Regions from separate parts of the Mus musculus genome. Here all the other regions are linked to region 1. The links are chromatin contacts, called in public HiChIP or PLAC-seq and promoter capture Hi-C maps. All regions are on one chromosome and are shown on one strand. The core of a region is the stretch at or near the end of the contact, and the rest is flanking DNA. Distances in the headings are between cores, read along the strand shown.

What was found. Promoter capture Hi-C pulls out the DNA fragments that hold promoters and counts their contacts. HiChIP or PLAC-seq counts read pairs in DNA pulled down with a chosen protein or histone mark.
Region 2: an H3K27ac HiChIP or PLAC-seq map of double positive thymocytes shows a contact between it and region 1, with 22 times the contacts expected there. The contact joins the promoter of Xbp1 here to the promoter of Patz1 in region 1. A contact is called at or near these places in 1 of 115 datasets of contacts at active chromatin or transcription factors (double positive thymocytes) and 1 of 9 other capture datasets (embryonic stem cells).
Region 3: a promoter capture Hi-C map of liver shows a contact between it and region 1, with 3 times the contacts expected there. The contact joins the promoter of Znrf3 here to the promoter of Patz1 in region 1. A contact is called at or near these places in 1 of 39 promoter capture datasets (liver) and 1 of 9 other capture datasets (liver).

What each region holds. Positions count from the first base shown.
Region 1 is chr11:3,288,036-3,292,344 of GRCm38.p6, forward strand. It overlaps Patz1 (POZ (BTB) and AT hook containing zinc finger 1), which reads left to right and starts at 2,422. Exons shown (of 4, transcript NM_019574.3): 1 at 2,422-3,849. The coding sequence starts at 2,579.
Region 2 is chr11:5,518,277-5,522,585 of GRCm38.p6, forward strand. It overlaps Xbp1 (X-box binding protein 1), which reads left to right and starts at 2,365. Exons shown (of 6, transcript NM_001271730.1): 1 at 2,365-2,924; 2 at 3,647-3,743. The coding sequence starts at 2,719.
Region 3 is chr11:5,443,060-5,447,368 of GRCm38.p6, forward strand. It overlaps Znrf3 (zinc and ring finger 3), which reads right to left and starts at 1,788. Exons shown (of 9, transcript NM_001080924.2): 1 at 1,329-1,788. The coding sequence starts at 1,619.

The DNA.
Region 1 (4,309 bases), core at 1,172-3,671:
ACACCTGGATTGATTCCTGACTCTCCTAGTGTTTGTGGCCTTGCGCTTTTCCATTTTCTCTAACCTGGGGAAATGGAGATAAGTACACTGGGGACTGAGTAAGCAGACTTCCTCTTTCTGCTCCACAGCCCTGGGGAAAAAACAGGAGCCTGGCACACACTAGGTAAATGATCTACCTTAGAACCCTCAATAGCACAGTTGAACACAAGAATTTCTAGTTCCCAGAATCTCCCTCCAAAATACTGTGACCGAGAAATTAAAAGCAGTATTTAGATTGCTCTAACACAGGATTTGGGCTTAAGGGGACAGGTCTTTCTTTAGGGTAAGGGAATTTTCCTCAAGCCTCATTCCTCATTTTATTCAGGAAATCTGGAGTGTAACTGTCTGAGGAGGGTGAATTCTCAACTTTGTCCGGGGCACAGGTTACAAAACTGGCTCACAGAAGCCAAGTAACTGGCACCGAGACATAACGAGAGCGCTCAGGTCTAGGATTTGAACTAGGGTCCTCTTTACAGTGCCATGCCGAAAAGCCTCAGTGAGATGAGTAACAGGCTAGGCGCACGCTGGTGGGAACCCCAAGCCGAGATGAAAGCTGGTCCCGTTCATTTGCATGGTAATACCCAGAATGCTTTTCCACACACACCGCTACATTTAATGGAAGCGCTCAGTTTGGAGCCGTGCAAAGTTTGGAATACGTGCTTCGCTCCTCTCGCAACTGTGGGAACTTCGCGCCAGTACACGTGCTTTGCCTACAGTCTCTGATACCAATAGCTCAGCGACAGCCCAAGCAGACGAACCTGTGTGCAACCCTCGCCTAATAGCATCCTCAGGCGTCTTAGGGACAATGCGCTCTAGCCTGGCCGCACGGTCCGTGGTCAAAGTGGCCGGCATTTTGCCGGGCGGCAAGGGCTAATAAGCAAGCTTCTGGCTTGGGGAAGATCGAGGGGGCTTCTTGATCTCTGGATTCCCTAGTTTTCTTACAAAACTGCTGGGACATGCAGGGGTCGTTGATTTTGTCCATCGCCATCATACTGTCCCTTCTCTGAGCTGGCTTGTGACTTCACGCTCCCTGGGGCACAAAGCCCAAGTAGCTGTGGGTGGGGAAAACGACCTATCTCTAGTTATCCAGGCGTGCCGGGCATTTGCCTCGGTCAGTGTGAGGCAGGCAGAAGGTTCCGCCTGCGTCGGATCGGGATCCCGTCTCCTTCCTAGGGCAGCAGAGCGGGAGGTCTCAGCCGACTTCTAGGGATTTCGGCCATCAAAGGAGAACTAGGCAGGGTGCTGATGCCCGTCCGACCTGCGGGTGCGCAAGGTAGGCTGGGGGGCTCAGATCCACAGGCTCTGGCTGCCCATCCCGCACGCTCGCCTACACTCTGGGCGGGCAGCGGAGGGGCGGCTGTAGCTGGTTTGCTGGCTCGGCGCTCAGATCGTATTGGCCGGGGTCGGGGGGGGGGTGGTGGTGTGTGGGGGGTGGTTGAGGCTGCAGCCCCGGGCCCCGCGGGCGGGGTGGGGAGGCGGAGGATCAGGCTGCGCTAGCATTGGCGGAGCTGGGGAGTGGGGGCAGGAAGCGAGCGGAGCGGAGCTGCAGGGGGGGGGGTTGTATAAATAGGGAATGGGGGACGTGCATCCTCCGCTGGGTGAGGGGGGGGGGCGTTCGGCACAAAGAAAGTGGAAAGTTTGCAGCGCTAGGCGGCCCAAGCTAGGGAGCCGGATGCGCACGTGCTGAGTCGGGGCGACCGAGACCCCCCACGCCGAGCTCGCTGCTTTTTTTTCTTTCTGCAAGCTGGGGGGGGGGGTGTTGTTGGTATCGCCCCCTCCTTCTCCTCCCCCCAGGGGTGAAAGTGCAAGAGGAAGTGCAGCCGCTGCCATCTTTCCTCCGTTCCGAACGCACGGAGCCTGGGGCCGCAGCGCCGCCGCCACTCGTGCCTGGCTTGGGAAAGGGCCCACCCTGCTACTGCCACCCGCTCGCTTCGGCCGCCGCCTTCGCCGGGCTCCAAGACTCGGCCTACGCCACCGCCCCTGTGCGCGCGGACCGCCGCCTTCGCCTTCGCCTTTTGTTTCCTTTGCTCCGGCGCCCCCACCCCGGCTCGCGCTTTGCAGGGGACGCAGCGCGCGCCCCCAGTGGGCCCGGGAAAAGCCTCGGAGCGCGCGCTTGCGCTTGCGCGGCGGACCCCTCCTCCTCCCCGCGCGCGCGCGCGCGCCTTTTGGCCGCGCGCCGGCGCCGCCTGGCGGGCGGGAGGGGAGGTGGCAGCTGCGTTTGCAGGAGGGGCGCACCTCTTCGCTCGTTTACCCCTGGAAGGTAGACCTAGAGAGGGAGGCGGGCAGGCGGAGAGGGAGTGCTACGCGGGTCCGGCGGAGGTTAAGGGCGGCAATGTGGGGGGCAGTGCCCCGCTGGGTCTAGCCCTTTTTATTAGAGCAGGGGGCGTGTGCGCTGGGCGCACCTGAGAGTACTACCGAGCCCTGGGCCGCACGTGCGGGGAGTGTGAGTGGTCCGCTGCAAAAGGCGTCTCGCTGCCTAAGGGAAGGGACCAGGGACTGGCGGGTGCCCGGCCCGGCGAGTGGGGAAGGGGCAGCGACCATGGAGCGGGTCAACGACGCTTCTTGCGGTCCGTCGGGCTGCTACACCTACCAGGTGAGCAGACACAGTACGGAGATGCTGCACAACCTGAACCAACAACGCAAAAACGGCGGGCGCTTTTGCGACGTGCTCCTACGAGTAGGCGACGAGAGCTTCCCAGCGCACCGCGCCGTACTGGCTGCCTGCAGCGAGTACTTTGAGTCTGTGTTCAGCGCCCAGTTAGGCGACGGCGGAGCTGCAGATGGTGGTCCTGCTGATGTGGGAGGCGCGGCGGCGGCTCCAGGCGGCGGAGCTGGAGGCAGCCGCGAACTGGAGATGCACACCATCAGTTCCAAAGTGTTCGGAGACATCCTGGACTTCGCTTATACGTCCCGAATCGTTGTGCGCCTAGAGAGCTTCCCCGAGCTCATGACGGCCGCCAAGTTCCTGCTGATGAGGTCGGTCATCGAGATCTGCCAGGAAGTAATCAAACAGTCCAACGTGCAGATCCTCGTGCCCCCTGCCCGGGCTGATATCATGCTCTTTCGCCCACCTGGGACTTCTGACTTGGGCTTCCCTTTGGACATGACCAACGGGGCAGCCATGGCAGCCAACAGTAACGGTATTGCTGGCAGTATGCAGCCCGAGGAGGAGGCTGCCAGGGCCACAGGTGCTGCTATTGCGGGCCAAGCTTCTCTGCCTGTGTTACCCGGGGTGGACAGATTGCCCATGGTGGCTGGACCCCTATCCCCCCAACTACTGACTTCTCCGTTCCCTAATGTGGCATCCAGTGCACCTCCACTAACTAGCAAGCGAGGCCGGGGACGCCCCAGGAAGGCCAACCTGCTGGACTCCATGTTTGGGTCTCCAGGGGGCTTGAGGGAAGCAGGCATCCTTCCATGTGGCCTGTGCGGGAAGGTGTTCACTGACGCCAACCGGCTCCGGCAACATGAGGCCCAGCACGGCGTCACAAGCCTCCAGTTGGGCTATATCGATCTTCCTCCTCCAAGGCTGGGTGAGAATGGGTTACCCATCTCCGAGGACCCCGATGGCCCCAGAAAAAGGAGCCGGACCAGGAAGCAAGTGGCTTGTGAGATCTGTGGCAAGATCTTTCGTGACGTATACCATCTCAACCGGCATAAGCTTTCCCACTCGGGGGAGAAGCCGTACTCGTGCCCGGTGTGTGGTCTGCGGTTCAAGAGAAAAGACCGAATGTCGTACCATGTGAGGTCCCATGATGGGTCAGTGGGCAAACCGTACATCTGCCAGAGCTGTGGGAAAGGTTTCTCCAGGTGAGGATGGCACCCTCCCCCACTCCCTGCTGTGTATTATCTTAGTTCTGTCTCGAGACAGATCCTTCCCAGGATCTGGGGATGTGGATCTTGTGGGGGTAGAGGGTCACTGGACCTTAATAGAACATAACATGTTTAAATGTTTTAAGATCTCCAACTTTGATGGTGTGGCCAAGAGCTGCATCTATGCCTTCAGGCAAGTTCTCTGGCACCAGGGTGCTTACTAGCTTCACCCTCCCAGGGGCCTTGTAGGAAGGGGCCGGATTCCTTAGGCCAGAGCCATTGGGCCTCCCCATTCTTCTCCCCTGGTTCCCTTTGTGTTTCCGGCACCAGGCGTGGGGCCCCCTCTGGGGGCGGGAGGCTGGGCTCCTCCCTCGACTTTCCCCGCCTGAATGGCTTCGGAGGGAAGAACTGAACAAGTGTGTCTAGGACTCCTTACACTCCCGAGGCCTAGATCCTC
Region 2 (4,309 bases), core at 1,115-3,614, 2.2 Mb after region 1:
AGAAAACAAACGTGCATCTGTGAGTAGTCTCAGGTTTCTCTGGGTTTAATATCTTGGTCTAAATTGCTCTCTTACTGCCAACGGGTGCCTCCTCTTCCAAATGAGCCTGGCTCTCCTCCCTGGATGACTTGGGGGACCAAGAACCAGAACCTAGATAGATCAGAGATCTAGGGTAAAACCAAACTTTGCTGGTTTAGAACAAACAAAACAAAACAAAAAACTCAAGCAACCAACAAAACAACCAGTTCTAGCCTCCTGCGTGACTTTGCCACAGGCCAAGGGATCCAGGGTAAAGCCTGGCTCTGTTTTCACAAGGAACATTTTATTTTCTCCTTATTAAAACAATACTAATGTGGGGTCTGGAGAGATGGCTCAGTGGTTAAGAACACTGACTGCTCTTCTAGAGGTTCTGAGTTCAAGTTCCAGCACCCACATGGTGGCTCACAACCATCTGAAATGGGATCCGATGCCCTCTTCTGGTGTATCTGGAGAGTGAGTGTATTCACATACATAAAATGAATAAATCTAAAAAAAAAAAAAAAAAAAAAAACCTCAAAAAAAGCAAAACCAAAACAACCTGATGCATGGGGGTGGTTGGGAGAGGGCTGGGGGTGAGGATGCTGTGTTCTCTGGTGATGAGCTGGAGGCCTTGGATGGGGCGGCAGGGAGGAGGGTAAGTCTATGGGGGTATCCCTAGCTGAGATTCCTACCAGAGGGGGATATAGAGACTGAAGTGGCCACCTCCTGTAGCCAGGCAAGACTTCTAGAGGAGAGAAGGGGACATCAATCGCCTTGCCTATAAGAAGTGCAGGGATAAAGATGGAGCAGACCAATATAGCCAACCAATGCCCGGCCCAACTTGAGATCCATCCCATGTGAGAGAGCGGATCCCTGACACTACTAATGATGCTCTGCTAAGCTTGCAGTCAGGAGCCTAGCATAACTGTCTTCCGAGAGGCTTCATCCAGTAGCAGATGGAGACAGATGCAGAGACCCACAGCTAAGCATTGAGTTGAGCTGGGAGTCTTGTGGAAGAGATGGGAATAGAACTGAGCAGTGGAAGGGGGTCAAGGATGCCCCAAGGAGACATACAGAGTCAACTAACCTGGGACCATGGGGGCTCACAGAGCCTGGGCCACTGACAAGGAAACCTACAGGAGCTGAACTTATCCCCCCCACCCCCATCTGTAGCAAACGTGCAGCCTGGTCTGTATGTGGGTCCCCTAACAAGTGGAGTGGAGCTATCTTGGTCTCTGTTCCCTGCCATTGGATCCCCTCCGCCTCCCTGGACTGCCTGGTTGGGCCTCAATGGGAGATGTTGTACCTAGTCCTGCTGAGACTAGATGTCCCAGGGTAGGGTGGTATCAAAGAGGTATTCTCTAAGGAGAAGGGGAGGGAGCAATGGGGGGGGGGGATTTGTAAGGGTGGGACTAGGAAGAGGGGGCTATGATTGGGATATAAAGTGAATAAAAAATAAATTATTGGAAATAGGAAAAGGAAAAAAAATACTAATGTAGGGGTGGCTGTGTAGGTGAAAAACGCCCAGCACCCAGGTGAAAGGTTGGCAAGGCTGAGCCTGATCGTAACCCCAGTGGCAGAGAGCAGAGACAAGCAGACCATGGAGGTGTAATGGCCAGCCAGCATAGCCTCAGGGGCAAGCTTCAAGTGCACTGACTCTTATAAGGCGGAAAGCAATAGAAGAGTACACTCTCCCCCACCCCATCCCATCCCCTGAAACCTATTTCCACCCCCTCCTCACTCCCATTCCCTAATGAAAGGAATACTAAAGTCTGGAGGTATATATAGCTCAGTGGTATCTCTAGTTCCACAGTAAAGGGGAATAGTGGAGTGCTAGAGCATTAGGTTCTGGGGTCTGGCTCCAGCACAGCAAAACAAAGACAACAGTGATAAAAGCTCATACCAGAAGAGATCAGAAATAAGAAGAAAAACGAAACCACATGTATTCTCACTATGCAGACTTTATTTACTAATCCCTTACTACATGCTAGCCAAGGCTCTAGTGTTTTCTTTTAAAGTTATTAATTTATATCAATTAATTTATATGAAATAGGGTTTGATCTATAGCCCCAGCTGGCCTAGCTAGACCTCCCTATGTAGCCCAGGCTGCTCTCAAACTGGCAATAAAGTGCTGAGATTACAAGTGAGTACTACCCTGCTACATTTAGTTTTGCAATCATCTCATTTTCTAAAGACTCATTTTGTGAAAATTTCCCAGGTGTGTGTGTGTGTCCGCTAACCCTAAGCCGGATATGCCACCAGTTCAATTTTCTGCTGTACTGGGAAGTGGGGGGGGGGGGGGGACGGGACGGGGGACGTAGCGCCGGACATTAAAATGGGGTCGGGCTAGGGTAAAACCGTGAGACTCGGTCTGGAAATCTGGCCTGAGAGGACAGCCTGGCAATCCTCAGCCGGGGTGGGGACGTCTGCCGAAGATCCTTGGACTCCAGCAACCAGTGGTCGCCACCGTCCATCCACCCTAAGGCCCAGTTTGCACGGCGGAGAACAGCTGTGCAGCCACGCTGGACACTCACCCCGCCCGAGTTGAGCCCGCCCCCGGGACTACAGGACCAATAAGTGATGAATATACCCGCGCGTCACGGAGCACCGGCCAATCGCGGACGGCCACGACCCTAGAAAGGCTGGGCGCGGCAGGAGGCCACGGGGCGGTGGCGGCGCTGGCGTAGACGTTTCCTGGCTATGGTGGTGGTGGCAGCGGCGCCGAGCGCGGCCACGGCGGCCCCCAAAGTGCTACTCTTATCTGGCCAGCCCGCCTCCGGCGGCCGGGCGCTGCCGCTCATGGTACCCGGTCCGCGGGCAGCAGGGTCGGAGGCGAGCGGGACACCGCAGGCTCGCAAGCGGCAGCGGCTCACGCACCTGAGCCCGGAGGAGAAAGCGCTGCGGAGGTGGGCCCGGCGGGCAAGGCTGGGGCGCGGGGCGGCAGGACTGGGATTGGGACTCTCTCGTGTGTGCCAGCTGGTGGGCTCCGTACGGTGGGTTAGATTCACCTCTAGTGTCTAACCTGGGAAGCGGAGCTGAGGGGGATGCCCCTCCGAAGGTCTGCGTCGGGGGTGTGTGCAGGAGCTCCCGACACAGGCACAGAAGAAGGTGCCCGACGCCCAGTCCTCTGTAAATGCTCGCTCTTTGTGGTCGTAGGGTAGGAACCGCTCCAGCTGTCATTGCAGCCACTTGGGAACCCCACCCTGGGAACCGAGTCCACAGCGTCCGGCATCCCGAGAGTTTGGCTTGGGGAGGGACAGTTGGTAGCGTCCCCGCCGCCTTCACGGATATCGCTCTAGCAAGGAGCCTGTGGGACGGAATTGGACCCAGAAAGTAGCGGGGGAGGAGGGAAGAAGCATATGACGCAACGGGAATGTATCAGCCCGGTGGTAAAATGAGATCCGGGTGGACAGCCGCACGGGAGAGAATCAAGCAAGTCTTCAAGGCCTGTGGATAGAAAGCAGCGTGTGTATGCGTGTGCGTGTGCGTTTTGATAGGAGCTTTAAGCGTGTTTACTTGCTAAGCCTTATTCTGTAAAGTCAACGAAAGCACCAGCTGGCCACGTCTACAAATGAAGACACATGAAAGCTGGAGATGACTCAGTTATGTTCCCTGTCTCCTCCCCAAGGAAACTGAAAAACAGAGTAGCAGCGCAGACTGCTCGAGATAGAAAGAAAGCCCGGATGAGCGAGCTGGAGCAGCAAGTGGTGGATTTGGAAGAAGAGGTAAAGGGACTTCAGGCCATGCTTTCATCCCATCCATATCAGGGCCCATCCTAAACTGCTTCAGCCCTTTAGAATACAACCCAAAGTGCCATTTAAAGTTTAACCAGCCTAGCAGATAGGCCGTGAAAGCAGACGTGACTCACCCTGGCCTGCCCTCCCCTCGGAGATTAGCCAGGTTGGATAGATCATTGGTTGCTTAAGCTGTAGCGCCGCCTGTCTTTGCCAAAGGCTCACTAACGCTGCCCTTCCTTCTGGGATCCCCCCCCCCCCGCGCGCCCCCAATCCTCCCACCCTCTGTATCCTTTCTGCTGTCAGTGCCCTTTTGTGCCCCTCCACCCCGGCATCCTTTTACCCTTTGGGGAGTTATTTTAGTTTCTAAGTTAAGTTTAGTTAACTTTAGCTATTTCTAGCGTTTCTAGGCATTGCCACATTTACGTCCATTTATATGCGCACGTGCGCCCTGGTTTGAGTTTGGGTCACCTCACTTTGTAATACACTTTCCAAATTTATACATTTTCCCTGCTAGTTTCCTTTCTCTATACAGGCGAGTGGTACCTCACTGTGTG
Region 3 (4,309 bases), core at 538-3,037, 2.2 Mb after region 1:
GGTATCTTCAGCCAAGCATCCTCTCTAAAGCTTGTATATTAATGACAGTAACAATAACATGGGGGGGGGGAGAACAGCACCGTTAGCAACATCTGTAGTCACAGAAATTGGTCAAACATGTATTTCGCTTTCTATAGATAAGAATAAGAGCACCACAAAACAATGCTTTCTAATCACAGCCATAGGGTCCTCCTCCAGCTTTGGAAAGACACACACCTTTAAGGAGCTACACCGTATTGGCCCGTGTCCCATCAACTCAAAGCTCTGCGTGCAGCTTCACCCTCCTGTCTACACTCGGAGCTGCTCTGAAGTCATCCCACACAGTCCCTTTTCTCTTCATAATTCACCCAAGAGCAAAGCACCGGAGATCCAAACTATAGGCCTCTAAAGTTCCAAAAGATTCAAAGACGAGCCAACCGTATCAGATCACTCCTACCAGAGGTGCGCCTAACAACCATAAGTGCGCTGCCCTGGAACATGGTAGTGGATAAAAACCATCGTCGAGGGAGCGGGAAATCTATGCAGCTATCCATCCGCTGAGGCTTCGACTGAGAGTCCCTCCTCAAAGACTGGGGACAGCTCAAAGCTCTCCCTAGCCAGCCTCCTTTGGGACGCAGCCCTCTTTCATTTGGAGCAAGGTGGAGGCCCTGTCAGTGAGAGACCCTGGCTCGGGTTTGCAGGCCTCTTCGGTATTAGTCCTTGACCCAGGGGCGAGCCTGCGGTCTTTCTCATCCCCTGTAATCTGAGGCACGGCCACGACAGTGCTCTGCCAATTCCCACTCCTCAGCCAGCTCCGCCTGCTCCCTTCCTGCTGCTGCCCGTCCAGAGCCCTGCCAGAGGGTTGGTGTCTAGGTAAGGCTGCCAGTAGATTTCAGCAAAAATAACCTGAAGATGTGCACCCCGGCAACTGGGTCGCTCCGAAAACGGAGCAAACGTGGATGGAAAAGCAAAGCCTGCGACCTCTAAGAAGTCGCTCCATCCTTCAACTTGTCTCGCCTTTGCAAAGTTGGCATTCAACAGGTAGTTCCCGGGACTTTCACCTGAGGGAGAAAAACGTCCCGCCAACTCAAGAGTGCCGCCCAGGCGCCCATGCCCAGCTCAGCGTCCCCACCCCCACCCCGGCGCGGTGCACCCACCGGAGGCCGAGCCCCCACGTGCGCTCGCCTCAGCCGCCGTGCCCCGGAGGCCCCGTCCCGCCCGCCTGGGAGGGATGCCGCCGGGCTCCGCGCCTCCCCCCCGCCCGCCCGCCCGCTAGCCCGCGGCGGGGTCGGCGGGCGCAGCCCCCGGAGCCATCTTGTGGCGGCGGAGCGCGGGGCCCGGGTGGCTACCTGCACGATCTCGCCCTCGGCGCTGAGCATGGCCCCGGCCCGCGAGAAGCGGCCCGTGAGGCCGGTGGTGTGGGTGGTATAGTCGCCGCTCGGGCTCGACTCGAACAGCACCACCTCCACGAACGCCGTCTCCTTGGCCCGCGCCGCGCCGGGCCCCGCGGCCGCCAGCAGCAGCCCGAGAAGCAGCGGCAGCGGCGGCGGCGGCGGCAGGCGACGACCGCGGGGGCCGCGGCGGAGGCGGCGGCGGCGGCGGCCCGGGGCCCCTGGGCGCCCGCCCGAGCGTGGCCTCATGGTCCTGCGGCGGGAGGGCGCGGAGGGCGGGCGCGGCCGGGCATAGTCGCGGGCCGGCGGAGGACCGAGCGCGGGCGGTCGCCTCACAGCACCATCGCGGCGGCGGCGGCTTTGTGGGTCGCAGGCTCTGCTCCGCTCCCCCGGCCGTCGCGCCGCGGCCCTTTCATCTGCTCCACGTGAGGGGTTATCCCCGCCCCCGCAGCGTCGTGACCCGCTCTCCCCTCCCTCCCCGCGCTCGGCCGCGGCCACCTCCGAGGGGAGCGGGTAGGCGGGGCGGGCGCGCCTGCGGCGAGAGGCGGGGCCCAGAGGCCTCGCCCGCCCCGCCCAATCGACTGAGTCCCGCCCCGACTCCGTTCTTAGCCACGCCCCTCCACCCTTGCTCCGCCCAGGTAGTCTTTTTCGGTCACGCCCCTTCCTCTTAGCCACGCCCCCTGGTCTGTACTCCGCCCTCCGCGGCAGACATTTCTCTTGGCAGTTGCTGGAGTACGGGGAGAGTAAGATCCTCAACCTGTTCCCGGGCGGTTTCGCCCCCTCGGCGCACCCTGCTTTGGTGCCGCAATTAGAGTCATTGGGGCGTCAAAGGCCTCGTCCTTCCGTCCAAGGATGCTTCATCCGCAGCTCCGGCACTGCTGGCCACCCGCACTCGGTGCTCGCGCCCTACCACCTCCAGGGACCGCGAAAGGCCCCGGGCGGTCAGTGGCAGTTTGCAACCCGCCGGGACACGTCCAGTTCTTACGTGGGTGTCACATAGACAGTTACCCTCAACTAAAGGAGTGAGGACAGGTGGCGGAGAACTTGAAGAAGTTATCTAGATTCTAATGGAGTTCATCTTTCCGCAGCCCTGGAGACCGTCTCCAACACTCCCTTCAAATCTCACCATGTGCAGAAGGGCGGAAGAGTCAACACGCTTAATGCACAGACTTCTGGTTGCCAAACATACCAAAGACACGTGCTCCGAACCCAGACGTCCCCAGTCACCCAGAAGATAAACTTTTAATTCTCTTCCCCTTTTTGGAACAGGATTTTTCCTTTCTCAGCAAATCTATGAGACTCACAATCCTCCTTTAAAAGCCACATTCAATTTCTACTTCCTCAGTCGTCTTCCCTCCCTGACCTGAATGGCTTTGTTTAAATATTTGCAAATATTTGGTTAGGGTGATCTGCTTCTACTTGCTACCACACCCAAAATATTAAGACAAAAAGAAAAGTCATTGAGTGTTTCCTTGAGTAATCAGCGCATCGAGGTTACAGTTTAAACTGAAAAGGAATGTTTTGCCAATGTGTTGAATAGAAAATACAATTGAAAAGAAATTCACAGAACTGTGTTACTGTGTTTGGACCACCCAAAGCTTTGGCACAGAAGGTAACTGACAAAGCTAGAGTCATTAGTTTCCCCCAAGCCAAGCTTAATCAGTACTGACTGCTCGGGAGCACTGTCATTTCCAAGGATTGTGACTTTACCCACTAAGGCACAGTCCAGTCTTTTTTTTTGTTTTGTTTTGTTTTTTTTTTGTTTGTTTGTCTTTTCGAGACAGGGTTTCTCTGTGTAGCCCTGGCTGTCCTAGATCTCACTTTGTAGACCAGGCTGGCCTCTAACTCAGAAATCTGCCTGCCTCTGCCTCCCGAGTGCTGGGATTAAAGGCGTGTGCCACCACACCTGGCACAGTCCAGTCTTTAAGGGGAAAGCAATTATTATAGCCATGCATAGCTAGCGTTGCAATCCTTAGAAGTATGAAGTCATGAACTGGTGAATGAATATGCAAATATGGTCTATCCATACAATAAAATCGAATTTTTAACATGGTAGAGTTTCAATCGGGGCTGGTGAGATGGCTCAGTGGGTAAGAGCACCCGACTGCTCTTCCAAAGGTCCGAAGTTCAAATTCCAGCAACCACATGGTGGCTCACAACCACCCGTAATGAGATTTAATGCCATCTTCTGATGCATGTGAAGACAGCTACAGTGTACTTAGATATAATAATAAATAAATCTAGAAAAAATATATTAAAAAAAGTTTCAATCTTCAATTGCATTTTAAATAACAAAATCAAAGACAAATAAAATACTGAATATTGAATGAATGCGACAAAAATATACTCAGTGAAGCATATAGCCTTTCCATTTGTATGAAATGCCAAGAATATAGAAAAATGGAAAGGTTAGTGATCACCAGATACTGAACTGGAAGGAGGATTGGGTAGTATGACTATTAATGGATTTCCCTTAAGGGGAACGAAAATATTCTGTAATTAAATGGTGATGAGTATATTCTTTGTAAATACATGAAATCCACCACCAAATTGTACATTTTCTTTCTTTCTTTCTTCCTTCCTTTCTTTTTTTTTTTTCCCCCTGAGACAGGGTTTCTCTGTATAGCCCTGGCTGTCCTGGAACTCACTTTATAGACCAGGCTAGCCTCGAACCCAGAAATCTGCCTGCCTCTGCCTCCCAAGTGCTGGGATTAAAGGTGTACACCACCACTGCCTGGCAAATTGTACATTTTCTAAAGATGGATTTTACAGTGTATAGATGACGTCTCAATACAGCTGTTAAAAATTGAAGCCTTTTCGTACTTGACGTAGTGGAGCTCGCTTTAATCCTAGCACTGGGCAGGTAGAGGCAGGTGGACCCATGAGTTCAAGACCAGCCTTGTCTCCGTAGGTGTCTCAGGCCAGGCAAAGTTACATAG